2 separate regions of the Bombyx mori genome follow, and region 1 is linked to region 2. A link is a contact called in public Hi-C data. All regions are on one chromosome and are shown on one strand. The core of a region is the stretch at or near the end of the contact, and the rest is flanking DNA. Distances in the headings are between cores, read along the strand shown. Region 1 overlaps USP (RXR type hormone receptor). Region 2 holds the start of USP (RXR type hormone receptor).

Evidence for each region. Hi-C and Micro-C count contacts between places; a contact is called where the count stands out from the background.
Region 1: a contact with region 2 is called in a Hi-C map of midgut, with 2.2 times the contacts expected there. The contact joins the enhancer-like site here to the promoter of USP in region 2. A contact is called at or near these places in 5 of 7 Hi-C or Micro-C datasets (middle silk gland, midgut, an unstated tissue and 1 more).

What each region holds. Positions count from the first base shown.
Region 1 is chr4:6,672,603-6,679,409 of ASM3026992v2, reverse strand. It overlaps USP (RXR type hormone receptor), which reads right to left. Exons shown (of 11, transcript NM_001044005.1): 7 at 4,377-4,449; 8 at 1,954-2,103; 9 at 200-249. Among protein-coding and RNA genes, the nearest start is that of LOC134198750, 7.7 kb to the right of the region's middle. Within about 2 kb of position 3,704, at least 1 of the 8 cell types and tissues checked has open chromatin away from gene starts, as enhancers often do.
Region 2 is chr4:6,619,484-6,626,908 of ASM3026992v2, reverse strand. It overlaps USP (RXR type hormone receptor), which reads right to left and starts at 2,323. Exons shown (of 11, transcript NM_001044005.1): 1 at 2,245-2,323.

The sequences.
Region 1 (6,807 bases), core at 2,455-4,954, 51 kb before region 2:
ACTCATCTAAGCAATAAAAAACCACATCGTAATGGCTTGGTTAATCTAATAAAATTTTGTGTAAGCTTTCACACAGTTCACCCCAAAATCAGTGAACTCTAATTACTTTGACTCAAATGACAAATGAAGAAATAAAAAGCCCTACAAAACGCCCTAATGTATGATTAATCAAGTCAGTAAAATAAATAATCTAATGTACCTTTTCTCGAAGAACGTCCACTTCTTGTTTATTCTTCAATCCTTTTACGTCTGAAAATGATAAAATAAAATATTGTAATGTTTATAAATGTTTAAGCATCTTCTACGCTATTCAATAAAGTACATGAAATAATTAAAAGAAAAAACATTTAGAAAAAATTCTAAATAGGTAACACAAGTTCTAGAGCAAGTAACCAGCGTGGGACGGCATCATGCATATGTCCACTTTATTTTATAATTATATTTGGATCATTTTAAGGTGGGCTTGCACTGCATCTCCTGACATAATTATTCTAAGTAGATAACTAGAAAAAATCTAAATTTGACAGCTGAAGCTGCTCTGTAGAATATGCGTTATGGATATCGAAAAGAAAAAAAACTTTGAGAGAAGAACAAAAATAAAGAGGTGTAAATATCTTTAAATACGTATACTGACTTCAGTTCATGAGGCCAGCCGAGTGATCAAAATTAATATGAAGTGGAAGTTATCACGTGACTTCCGTGTTTAAATAGAGTATTATTGTCAGGGCAGGGACTGTTGTCAGTGTACAGTATTGTATTGTGTAAATAATATTGTCAGGGTTTGTTAATTTCTTTATTAGACCAACATTCGTAAATGATCGAACCGATTTGTATGTATAAGGTGTCGTTACAATCCTTATACCGAATGAAGGTGGATTTTTTAAAATAGTAATAGTATTGTTACGTCGGTAAGAGCAATGCCATCTATCGTCGAATAGCAAAAACGAACATAAAAACTAATAATGTCGAGAAGAACAGCGCCATCTATTATCACACCGCGGAAACACATGTCGAAACTACTTGACCTGTCAGGAATTTTCACGATAATCCTGTATAAAAGCGTTGCAGAGATGACCCGAAGGCAGTTAGTAAGCGGTTCTAGTCGAAGCGAAGCAGCGGAATAAATGAATTACGAATTGTAAAGTGCTCTGTAAGTGTTCGAAGTGTTAAATACAGTTTTACTTTGTACTTTAGTAGAATTTTTATTTATCCCGAACCCCAGAGCGTAAAAGTGTTTATTATTTAACCTGTAAACTGTCTTATATTATAGGGAATAACAGTCCACTTTGCCATTGATTAATTATATAGCGGAAGATACTAGCCGAGAAAGTTGAACTTTAGCAATAGCTCACAGTCGGTACTGCATTTTTTTTTTGGTCAGGAGGAAATCGCCGGACTCCCACCCTCCACGGGGGATGGCAGGCGGGCTATGTCGGAGTCGAACCAACTAAAACCTTCTGTCGCTCAACAACCCACGTCCGAGCCTCTCACGAGACAGAACTCAGGAAAAGGCAAAGGGGGAGGAGAGTGAAGCGTTTAGTGCAGAGCACACATCTCTCCCATCACCCTCCCCCTAGCCCAACGATCGGGGGAACTTTTTTAATTATTACCCCAAAATATTTTTGTGTAAGTTGATATTACCCTATGGCGAATCCCAAAAAAAAACGAAATCGCTTATTTTTAGCATCTTTCATATTATAGGCCCCATGATAATTTTGAAAAACAAATATTATTTATTCGTTACGTTTCATCGAGTTTGAAATCACAACGATTCTAAAGAAGTTTCACTTCAATATATACTTTTTACTCATAAAAGTTTCATTTTTACCCCCCAAATTTTCATTTTACCCCATTTGGGGTAATTTACCCCGGTTCCCCGACCGTTGCCTTAGTCGGTACTGCATACTATTGAAGAGAGAGAGAGACAAATAGCTGTGTGTTATTGCAACTGACCAGGATTGAGGAGTATGATGGCCTTGAGCGCGACGTACTCGGCCTGGTCCATGCGGAGGGAGCGCATCTTGAGCGACAGCTCGGAGAGCACGCGGTCGAAGATCTGCCCCACGCCGGCCTGCAGCGCGGAGTTGCGGTGCAGCGTCATGCCTGGAAACGAAACGACCACACCCTTCAGTACTGCCTGTATGATATACACTAGGTCTGATGTTGAAAAAATATTCTTTCCCTCGATATATATAAGATTATCTATTTTATTTCTTCTTAAAGCAAAACACTATGTGATTCATCTAGAACAGAGTTTTATTTATTAAATACAGATATCTTTTACTCAACAAATATCAACTAATGAAATAATTACTAACCTAAAACATAGAATCGACAATTAAATGTTCATGGTTTACTATTCTTGTATTCAAATTTGAATCGTCCTCTTCACTTTTATAATAAAGCTAATTCACAAAGAGTTTTAATGAATTTTAATTATATATTTTTATTCCGATCGAGACACGAAAAACACGTTTCTTTCATTGTCCCACTTGTGGCTCCCTCTTATGGTTGAATGCTGATCTGATACATACTCAAATATTAATGACTCTGTCAACGTCAACGTCAACACAAAGCTTACATATATATGTCTTTCTTAATCTATATAACTAAATTATAAACGTCTTACGTCTTCAGAGTTACACCGCGTCTGTCTGCCGTCGCGTCCGACAACTACCCTTTGAAGTCGTCGTGGCCTAAAGGATAAGACGTCCGGTGCATTCGTATCTAACGATGCATCGGTGTTCGAATCCCGCAGGCGGGTGGGTACCAATTTCTCTAATGAAATACGTACTTAACAAATGTTCACGATTAACTTCCACGGTGGAGGAATAGCATCGTTTAATAAAAATCAAACCCGATAAAATTTTAATTTGAGTAATTACTGGTGGTAGGACCACTTGTGAGTGCGCACGAGTAGGTACCACCACCCCGCCTATTTCTGCCGTGAAGCAGTAATGCGTTTCGGTTTGAAGGGTGGGGCAGCCGTTGTAACTATACTGAGACCTTAGAACTTATATCTCAAGGTGAGTGGCGCATTTACGATGTAGATGTCTATGGGCTCCAGTAACCACTTAACTTCAGGTGGGCTGTGAGCTCGTCCACCCATCTAAGCAATAAAAAAAATAAAAACCATCTATTAATTAAAATATAAAACTGTGTGTTCCGCATTCATTCGCTGTCTTTCTTACTTCCTAACACAACACCTATCTCTCTCACTCAGTTATGCTCTATATCTGTCATTCATCCATACCGTTCCGTTCCTACATATATATATTTTTTCTAATAAGTGTAGATATTAAATATTTCGATAGTTAGTGACAAAGTCCTATTCTTGATTTCATATTTCATAAGAGAGAATGGTCTATATCTAGATAATATCTAGACAATAGAATAAGAGAGAATGGTCTATATCTAGATATTGTTCAAATTGTGACATATTTTAGTACATCAGAAATACTAATGGCATTAGCAGTAACGTCTGTGTAGTTCTGTGGGTACTACTTTACTAATTTTTGTCATGAAGCAATGATGAGTATTATTGACATTGATATTACGACGTTTATGAGTTCCGGTAGCCACTAAGCATCAGTCGGGACGTGAGCTCGTCTCGTCCGTCTAGAATAAGTAATTAATATTTATACATGTAAAAGTATCACCTTATCACATACTGTAACGAATATTTCAACTTTCTACGTTCGATAAGTGCATTATTCAACATTGACATTTAACCCACAAGTTAATCAGTGCTGATAACACAAGACTTCACACTCTTAATATTAAAAATGAAGATTATAAAAAATTTAACATAACCTTTAATTGTTATGGCAATTAAATTAGAATCTTTTAACGTATCTTCAATAAACACAATATGTTTAAGCATTGCGTATATTCAAACAAATATGTCGGTAGTGACTTTTTTAGTTTTTTTTTTTTAGTTCATATCGAGGAGTGAAAAGCTAATTGGTTTAAGCGACATTTATCTTTGTAATTAAAGGTGCGTTTTATTTGGCATTGGTAACAATAGTTCGATGTTTGCAATTTAACTTTAATTAAGTTTACCCCCTACCAAAAAGCTGAAGTAGTTATTTTGTTGTGATTTTATTTCCAAATTTTATACTTTAAATGGCACTCCTGTTAAGTTGCAAAAATGTCGCTTAAATCAAGCACAAACAGCCTTAATTGAAGCTCATCAAAGTTCCTAAATTAATAAATAAAAGGTATCGATTGTTTAAATACCAGTTTTTCGTGGATCCCACGTTCCCAAATGGATGTAAACATCAACAATGCCATATTATGTCTTCGATTTCGGGAACATTTAATCGTGTAATCATGTCTTTAAAAAAAGTAAACATAATCATAATTATATTATATACCTGGCATTAAACAAATGAGTTGAGGCGGCGCCGTATTCCGCGAGTCTACGTTCTCTCGTTCATCATTGAGGAACTGAAAAACATTAAGACAGAAATATAAGAAGTTGAAATAAAAAAATAATTAAATCTAATATATTAAAACTGTTGTAGGTCTTGTAAAGTAATGTTAGTTATTATAGAATTCTCTGAATCTATACTAATATATAAATCTACAGTCGTTTTTACGGATGTTCCGTTATAAGTACTGAACCGTGCATCCGATTGACTTGAAAGTTGGTATCCATGTAGAAAATACATGTACTTAATGGATAGGCTAATATTTATATGAGTGTTGGACTGCCTAATAATAATGACAATAAACAATAATGTTAATTTTAAATGCGAAGCAGGCGCATATAAAAGCATATAAAAGTTTTCATGAATTTCAGTGTCTATTTTAGAGTTACGAGTAATAAGAGCATAAGTTCTTATTATTATTTTATTTAATGTTTAGGTGTGCCCTCTATGCGTTCCCATACTATTCGGACGATTACAGCCCACGGAGTTTTTCGCCGGATCTTTTCAGTGGGTCGCGTTTCCGATCCGGTCCTTGCTTCTTGCTAAGATTAGTGATAGCAATGTTATCAGATTTGAACCCCGTGAGCTCACTAATTGTTAAGGTTACGCTGAAATGGTTTCTCAAGACCTTGGGTAGGAAAAAAAAAAAAGGGCGATTGCGTTGAAAATTTGTACAGTAATCGTTCGCACTTCCGGAATAGCTTTTCTCGTGGTACCATCAACACAAGATAGATGGCGTGCGAGTATTTTTTTAGATTTAGCGTTAGTCGCAGCTTAATGTGGTCAGGTCTTACAATTTAATAAGTATGTGTAATCTAGGCATAATTACGTGCTTTCTTCGTTAATAGAATTTGTAACGGGTTGGAAGTTTTTGGCGTAACCATGTTGAGTAATATTATAGTAATCTAGTGCTAATTCCGATGCAAATGGATGTATTACCACTAATACGTTAGTACCTATTATTGTACATTAGTATTCGTATTCGTATTATTATTTGTCCAGTAGTATTTTATTATTTTATTATTATTAATAGAATTTGTAACGGGTTGGAAGTTTTTGGCGTAACCGTGTTGAGTAATATTATAGTAATCTAGTGCAAATTCCGATGCAAATGGATGTATTACCACTAATACGTTAGTACTTATTATTGTACATTAGTATTCGTATTCGTATTATTATTTGTCCAGTAGTATTTTATTATTACCAGAGGATTATTAAAGATTACTGTTTAATAAAACATTCTTTTAACCAAACAAAACTTGGTCAATACGGAAAAATAAGAAGAGATAAAATCAGCAAATATCAACTATCAAATTAACCGAATCTTAAGAACTTGAACCTTAAGTGAGCCCTGACAATGGGTTTGTAAGCAGCCGATTGCCATACCTCAAATTAGATTAATTAATTAAGTCAATTACAAAAAATAAAATAGGTTTTATCTGTTCCTTTATTATTATTATTAGTGATATATCCAGATGAACTTAATTAGCTAACTTAACTAATTAATATAGAGGGGCGAAAAGCTTCACAGGAGAGCCATTTAAAGTTAAAAAATTTTGAAAAATATCATGACACTAGCGACCCGCCCTCGCTTCGCTTCGGAAACATTAAAACACACATGAAACAAAAAAAAAAAAAAAATAAAAAAAAGTAGCCTATGTTTATTAAGGAACAGTGTCGGCTTCTAATGGAAAAATAATTTTTCAAATCGGTCCAGTAGTTTCGGAGCCTATTCGAAACAAACAAATCTTTCCTCTTTATAATATTAGTATAGAAAAAAAACTTCTTTAACTATTTGAATGGAGTAAACTCAATGAGTTCAATTAAGAAAATCGAACTGTTGACGCTAATACCAAATACAATCCACATTTAGTTACAAAGATAAATTGCTGTTCGTTAGTCTCGCTAAAACTCGAGAACGGCTGGACCGATTTGGCTAATTTTGGTCTTGAATTATTTGTGGAAGTCCAGAGAAGGTTTAAAAGGTAGATAAATATGAAAGTTCTCGGAATTAAATATAAAAATAACAATTTTGTTTTTCCTTTAATGTGTCCCCCGTCGGACGGATTCCTTTATTTGTTTTATATTTATTTTACACAAAAGTTTAGGTCTTTTATTTATCGATTGAGGCACTACGAAGTCTGCCAGGTCAGCTAGTTTACAATAATATTGTATCTAGTCTTCACCCAGTGATCTAAATTCAAGCATGATCACTAACTCATCAAAACTTTAATTATTTTATGTATTATTTTTATGTCATTTTTTTTTCGTGGGGATTACAATTTCTGTATTATAAATATCTAAACCACGATAATAATTATTAAACAGATATAAGGAATAGGTTAACGAACCGAGAAGAAAACTGTATTTTCTT
Region 2 (7,425 bases), core at 1,074-3,573:
TTCGACAAAGTCTGGCACAATGGTTTGATTTTCAAACTATTCAACATGGGCGTGCCGGATAGTCTCGTGCTCATCATACGGGACTTCTTGTCGAACCGCTCTTTTCGATATCGAGTCGAGGGAACCCGCTCCTCCCCACGACCTCTCACAGCTGGAGTCCCGCAAGGCTCTGTTCTCTCACCCCTCCTATTTAGCTTATTCGTCAACGATATTCCCCGGTCGCCGCCGACCCATTTAGCTTTATTCGCCGACGACACGACTGTTTACTATTCTAGTAGAAATAAGTCCCTAATCGCGAAGAAGCTTCAGAGCGCAGCCCTAGCCCTAGGACAGTGGTTCCGAAAATGGCGCATAGACATCAACCCAGCGAAAAGTACTGCGGTGCTATTTCAGAGGGGAAGCTCCACACGGATTTCCTCCCGGATTAGGAGGAGGAATCTCACACCCCCGATTACTCTCTTTAGACAACCCATACCCTGGACTAGGAAGGTCAAGTACCTGGGCGTTACCCTGGATGCAACGATGACATTCCGCCCGCATATAAAATCAGTCCGTGACCGTGCCGCGTTTATTCTCGGTAGACTCTACCCCATGATCTGTAAGCGGAGTAAAATGTCCCTTCGGAACAAGGTGACACTTTACAAAACTTGCATAAGGCCCGTCATGACTTACGCGAGTGTGGTGTTCGCTCACGCGGCCCGCACACACATAGACACCCTTCAATCTCTACAATCCCGCTTTTGCAGGTTAGCCGTCGGAGCTCCGTGGTTCGTGAGGAACGTTGACCTACACGACGACCTGGGCCTCGAATCAATTCGGAAATACATGAAGTCAGCGTCGGAACGATACTTCGATAAGGCTATGCGTCATGATAATCGCCTTATCGTTGCCGCCGCTGACTACTCCCCGAATCCTGATCATGCAGGAGCCAGTCACCGTCGACGCCCTAGACACGTCCTTACGGATCCATCAGATCCAATAACCTTTGCATTAGATGCCTTCAGCTCTAATACTAGGGGCAGGCTTAGGGACCCTGGTAACCGTACTCGTCGAACTCGACAAAGAGGTCGACGTGCAACCTAACCCATGCATCAGCCCGCTGAGCTCGCCGGATCTTCTCAGCGGGTCGCGATTCCGATCCGGTAGTAGATTCATTCGCGAAACAATTGCTCTTGAGTTGTTAGGTCTCCTTCGGAGGCGCTCGGGCAGTTGTTAGCAAATCCCACCCCTCTTGGCTGAGCCTCGCTCGCCCACCTGTCCTGGTGAAACTGGAAAGGCCTTCGGGCCACCAGTAAACTTTCAATCATAAAAAAAAAAAAAAAAAAAAAAAAAAAACCAATTTGAATAATGGACATTGCGATCGAATTATGGGAACCACGCAAAATCGAACGAGTATAACAATTGCGTCGCAACTATAGCGGAGTCATGGGTCTCAAATCTTCTCATCTCGCCGTGGTTCTCCTTTGGCACGCTTTTGAAGCTCGGTTACATCACATTGACGTCAAAATGATGAAATTGGAAAATAACAAACGAATGAAATAGAGAACACATGAATGGAACTAAGAGACTAGAGCAATAGAACGCAGTGATAAGCTTATTCAAAACACTAGAGTCAATACACTTGCAACCTTGCTGTGTTCTTCATAGCTCGTGTCAGATAAGACATAAGGGCATTACAACTTTAGTACGTTGCATATATATGTATATATCAGTCATGTTGAGCTAGAAGTCCGTAATTATGATTCTACTTACACAATTCAACCTTACTTTGCTTTATTTTTGGAAGTTATCAAATTTTATCGGAATGGAGATATCAATTTATCTTTATGAATGTGAATTTTTAATGAAATTGGCTTTTCTTAAGATTTTTATTGGTTATTCTAAGTTTGGGTTAAATCACAGCACTGCGAATTTACAAATATGGCAAATAGACAATACCTATGACCAGATTAACTAGATTAAGAAAGAAACTTTCCACTTTATTTAAGTCACTTTGTAAAATAGCTATGGCTCTATTACTGTTAAGTGTTTGCAATCAAGTATATCATGTACATATAAAAACATCCTCCAGTATACGTTTCATTTGAAATTATCCACGTGATACTTAAAATTTCACATTTATTTTGCCTGACGGAATCTGACTGACAACCCTAGCAAAATCGGAACGGTTTTAAGACTACATTTTTTTTTTGTTTACAAGACTTATTGTGACGTCACTTTCTAATGATTATTACGTGGAATTACGATAGCTGCTTGATGTTGAACGCCGGTTGCGAATCGTGCATCGATTTTAGAGTTAGTCGCGAGCGGCGCCAGACTCACGGCCGATACGGGTGGCGTCGCTGCTGTGACTGCCGCGCCGCCTCCCCGCTCGTACCCCTCGACGCCACCGTTTGTTTTGCTGTATTTTCGTTGTTAATCATTCTCCTTGACCTTGTGCGACGTCGAGTGGTCCACTGCACACGACTGCGCACCCCTCACCCTGCCATCCGCCCGCGATGCCTGTCCCATCGTATCACACGTGCTATGCCTATGCAGTATATGTAATGTGACCCATCGCGTATTATCACACACCAGACACAGGCTCCTTCAGCACTTCCACCTTTAAATCGATTCTGATTACCCTATTGAGAATAGAGTAGGTATTTAGTCAATACTTTACTAAAAACATTTTTCATTGCTGTAGATAAGCACAGGACAATCACGGTCTCCACTTTACTAATTCGATTCCAATTTGTTTCTTGATTCTTAATTGCTTTCCATTAAATATCTTAAATTTCATTTTGGGCTCTTATTCAAAGCGCGCTTTGCATTTCAACATCGTAATCTGATTTAAAAACGTTTTCCATATATTGCATATTTCTGGAGTGACTCAACTACACCTAAACTGTAACTCCTGCAAAATGATTTTTGCCGACGGTCTTCAAACTCATTAAGCTGATAATTTCTGCAAAGCGCTTCACCGTGCCTCATGTAGATGTAACGTCCTAGCCTTGCCATAATCTTCTTATTCTATTATCAAAGGGTTCGTCTAACAGCATATGGCAACTAATTGATCTCTAATACTTAAACTATAATCTTGAGATATACTGGACATTTCATGTACACAAATGTATAAGATATATGAATATGAGCTATATTTTGAATGACATTCAAGGTGATTGTTCGAGTGGAGGTGGCTTCAGCGGCATGATTAGATGATTTAGAAAAGACATGTAATAGACCTGGCGCCTTGATGGACCCCTGTGAATGCGACTGCTGTTGAGCCGAGTGCCGGAGTTGAGTTACTGAAATGGATGTCGCGCTGCGTGTCTAGTATAGAAGGCTGATTTGTTCTGTTCCACCTAATTTAACTAAAGGTTATTTGAAGAAGACAATATTTTAACTGAGTCAGTGGTGAGTTAACGGCTCTGACTGTTGCAGCGAGGGTCGTGGGTTCGACCATCGGACCAACATTCGTGTGATCAACAGGTTTGTGTATTATTCGTCTGGGTGTTTATTATCTATACACGTATATATTTTGAAGTCGTCGTGGCCTAACGGATAAGACGTGTTCGAATCCCGCAGGCGAGTACCAATTTTTCTAATGAAATACGTACTCAACAAATGTTCACGATCGATTTCCATGGTGAAGGAATAACATCGTGTAATAAAAATGAAACCCGCAAAATTATAATTTGCGTAATTACTGGTGGTAGGACCTCTTGTGAGTCCGCACGGGTAGGTACCACCACCCTGCCTATTGCTGCCGTGAAGCAGTAATGCGTTTCGGTTTGAAGCGTGGGGCAGCCGTTGTAACTATAATTGAAACCTTAGAACTTATATCTCAAGGTGGGTGGCGCATTTACGTTGTAGATGTCTATGGGCTCCAGTAACCACTTAACACCAGGTGGGCTGTGAGCTCGTCCACTCATCTAAGCAATAAAAAAATAAAATAAAAACATATAAGTATGTACGTCAGTCTCCTGGTAATCATAACACGCGGAATCCTAATTTTGGGGCCGGATGACCGTGCGTAGTTTGTTTCCAGTTTTATATTTATTTATTTCTTGAAAATATCTCTTATCATATTTTAGATTTAATCTCTACTATTTTTATATAGATAAACTACAAGAGCTGCATTTACAATCACGAGCAATGACATTTATTTATTAGTGTTGTGATTATTGTTGTCACCTCCATTCTGCCGCGTACCAGTTTGGTAAAACATATTAAAATACCACTAATAATTCGACTCACCGCAATATAGCTTGGACCTTCTTTTTTATTGCTTAGATGGGTGGACTAGCTCACAGCCCACCTGGTGTTAAGTGGTTACTGGAGCCCATAGACTTCTTCAACGTAAATGCGCCACCCACCTTGAGATATAAGTTCTAAGGTCTCAAATATAGTTACAACGGCTGCCCCGCCCTTCAAACCGAAACGCATTACTGCTTCACGGCAGAAATAGGCAGGGTGGTGGTACCTACCCGCGCGGACTCACAAGAAGTCCTACCACCATAATTTGACTTTCTAATATTTATTTTAGATCTTAGAATAAATACGGTTTTATTTCGCCAACCTTTGCATCATAACCATACACACTGAAGCAGACGTTAACAAGCGACAGAGGTCATAACTAATTCAATTAAGTGACAGTTTATAGCAGCACATGTGATGAGCACTGCAGTAGTTTAGCGCTGCATTGGAATCAATGTCGTCGTTGACGTCACGAATCACTAGATCGCTTCTTGGCTTTTTTTTTTAGCGAGCTTTCGGTAGACTGACTCGGGTTGATTTTCGGAATGTTTACAGAATTTCAAACGTGAGGAAGCGATGATAATAAACTAGAACAATCTCGTGCATTCACCGGCGTTAAATTTGGAATTACAAAAATAATGATTTTTTTAAATAATAAACTTTACATATTTACAAGACGGCATAGCCTCATTGCTGTAGAAATATATTTTCTAAGCTTTAACATGACAACCGCTTCTCTTCCATGGCATAGAGTCAAAGAAGTAGGCTGTTCAAAATCTATGTTTATTTAAGCAAGTGCAGGATAACTATACTCATACATTAGTTCATTGGCCCAGGAAGGTACAGCCACCCAGACAGTTTCTGCTCCAAAAACAATTATTGGGCAGTCCTTTTTTTTTCCTACCTATGCTTGAGCCTTGAGAGCCTTGAGAGGCTATTTCAGCGGGGTGCAGTCCAGTTTCGACGTTAGTATGATGTAAATCGATTTCATTACTGGTAGTAGGGACCACTTGTGAGTCCGCGCGGGTAGGTACCACCACCCTGCCTATTTCTGCCGTGAAGCAGTAATGCGTTTCGGTTTGAAGGGTGGGGCAGCCGTTCAAACTATACTGAGACCTTAGTAGATGTCTATGGACTCCAGTAACCACTTAACATCAGGTGGGCTGTGAGCTCGTCCACCCATCTAAGCAATGACGTGGTAGTCGTCCCAACCGCACATAGCATAGCCGCTTAGGTTACCAACGATTAGGTAGGGCAAAAAAGGTAATCGCATAAAGCTGGTGTTCGACGACAATATATTATTATACAAAATGGTATTTTTGTGCAAAAGTGAACCTCGTTTCTTTAAAAGTAATATTAAAGGTAATGTAGCTTTTTATCAATAATAGCGGCACGCTCCGGCCCTGCTCGGGTCTTTAACAAAAATTTCAACGATATTTGACGTTATTTTATTTTTTTAAATAAAAGAACACTTATTGCGGCACAATTACAATAGTTAGACATAATATGCTGTCGCAACGCCTTTTGTAATTAATAATGTGTTCTAGAAAGTCGTGGTACATTATTTTATTCTATCATCAATAGTTTTCGCAGGGCACGTGATGTAAAGAACATTTTAGGTAATTTTTTTACACCTTGGGTTATATTATTGAAGTTTTAATAAAGATCCCAATTTTTTTGCAAAATAGATTATAGCCTATGTCACTCGGGAATAGTGTAGCTTCCAAACAGTGAAAGAATTTTTCAAATAAGTTCAGTGGTTTCGGAGTCTATTCAATACAAACAAACAAACAAATATTTCCTCTTTATAATATTTGTATAGAAAAATAATGAAGTATAAATGCTTTCCGTCCGTATTTTATCTTTTTTATTTTAACTCACACCTTTATTTTAAGTCACAATCTCATAGCGGCAAACGTAGGGACGCTGTTCCAAATCTATACCCGTTTGAGTTAACTTTTACGCGATCGAGAAGTTAAAAAACTCGCACAAGCACACGGGTGCGTTGATGGTAGAAAAAAAAGTCAGTGTAAAGAGAATGCACGGCTCCCCGGATTTCAGTTTAGCCGAAACCCAACGTGGTGCCGTAATGAGGTCATGGGGAAACAGTGCTAGCTCGAGGAAACACTAAGAAACACTACTACCACCGATTAAATGCGCTAGCCTCTTAAATTCTGTCCTTACCACTTCGATAAAGCGGCACGACACAAGAACCCTCTCATCGTGGCCGCCGGTATCTACATTTCCGATCCTGCAGACAGAATGGAAAGCAGTCGACGTCTCCCCAAACACGTCATTTCGGATCCTCCCGATCCACTAACGGTGCTTTTAGGTACCTCAAGCACCGGTCATCGTTCTCGTCGAACCCGTCGCTCGCGACGAAGGGCTCGACGAGTAAATAAGCCCTCAGACACAGCCCACTGAGTTTCTCGCCGGATCTTCTCAGTGGGTCGCGTTTCCGATCCGGTGGTAGCTTCTGCGAAGCATGGTTCTTGCTAGGGTTCGTGTTAGCAACATTGTCAGGTTTGAGCCCCGTGAGCTCACTTACTAGTTAAGATTACGCTGAAATAGCTTATCAAGGCTCTCGGCTAGATAGGGAAAAAAAAAACTATCCCTAGACATCAGGCATTTAACATTTACAAATGCAACCTTGTGACGCCATCTATGGCGATTTATTGGAAGCGCATAACAGCGCCATCTATGCAAAAAAACATAAATTAAAAGTAAACAGCACTACTGAAGGAGCAGCTGGTTATAAAGATAAATTTAAAAAAATGGTTAGCTAAAGTTAGAAGGAAACAAAACTCCTTTAGTATATAGTCTAGATAATTTATTAAAATTAATGATTATCTAAATTATTTATTTACATTATTGAGTTGGTAAGCAGGTAAGAGAAAATTCTCTTTTTAAAGTTGAAAGTGTAAAAAATTCTAATGTGTTGTGCTTACTGCACTTTATATTTTTTGTCTAATATTTATCACTGAAAATACTTTTTGTCTTGTTATTATAACAAATATACTACATATTTAATATGTATGATAGATTTTATTTTACTTTTCAACTTTGCTCATGTCTTTTTTTGCAATAAATTTCAGTAATCAGCAATTAAAAATTAGTGTAAATAATCATCACATTTTTAGTCTAATTAAATGAGTATCGTTTTCTAAAATTAATTAATTAAAACAC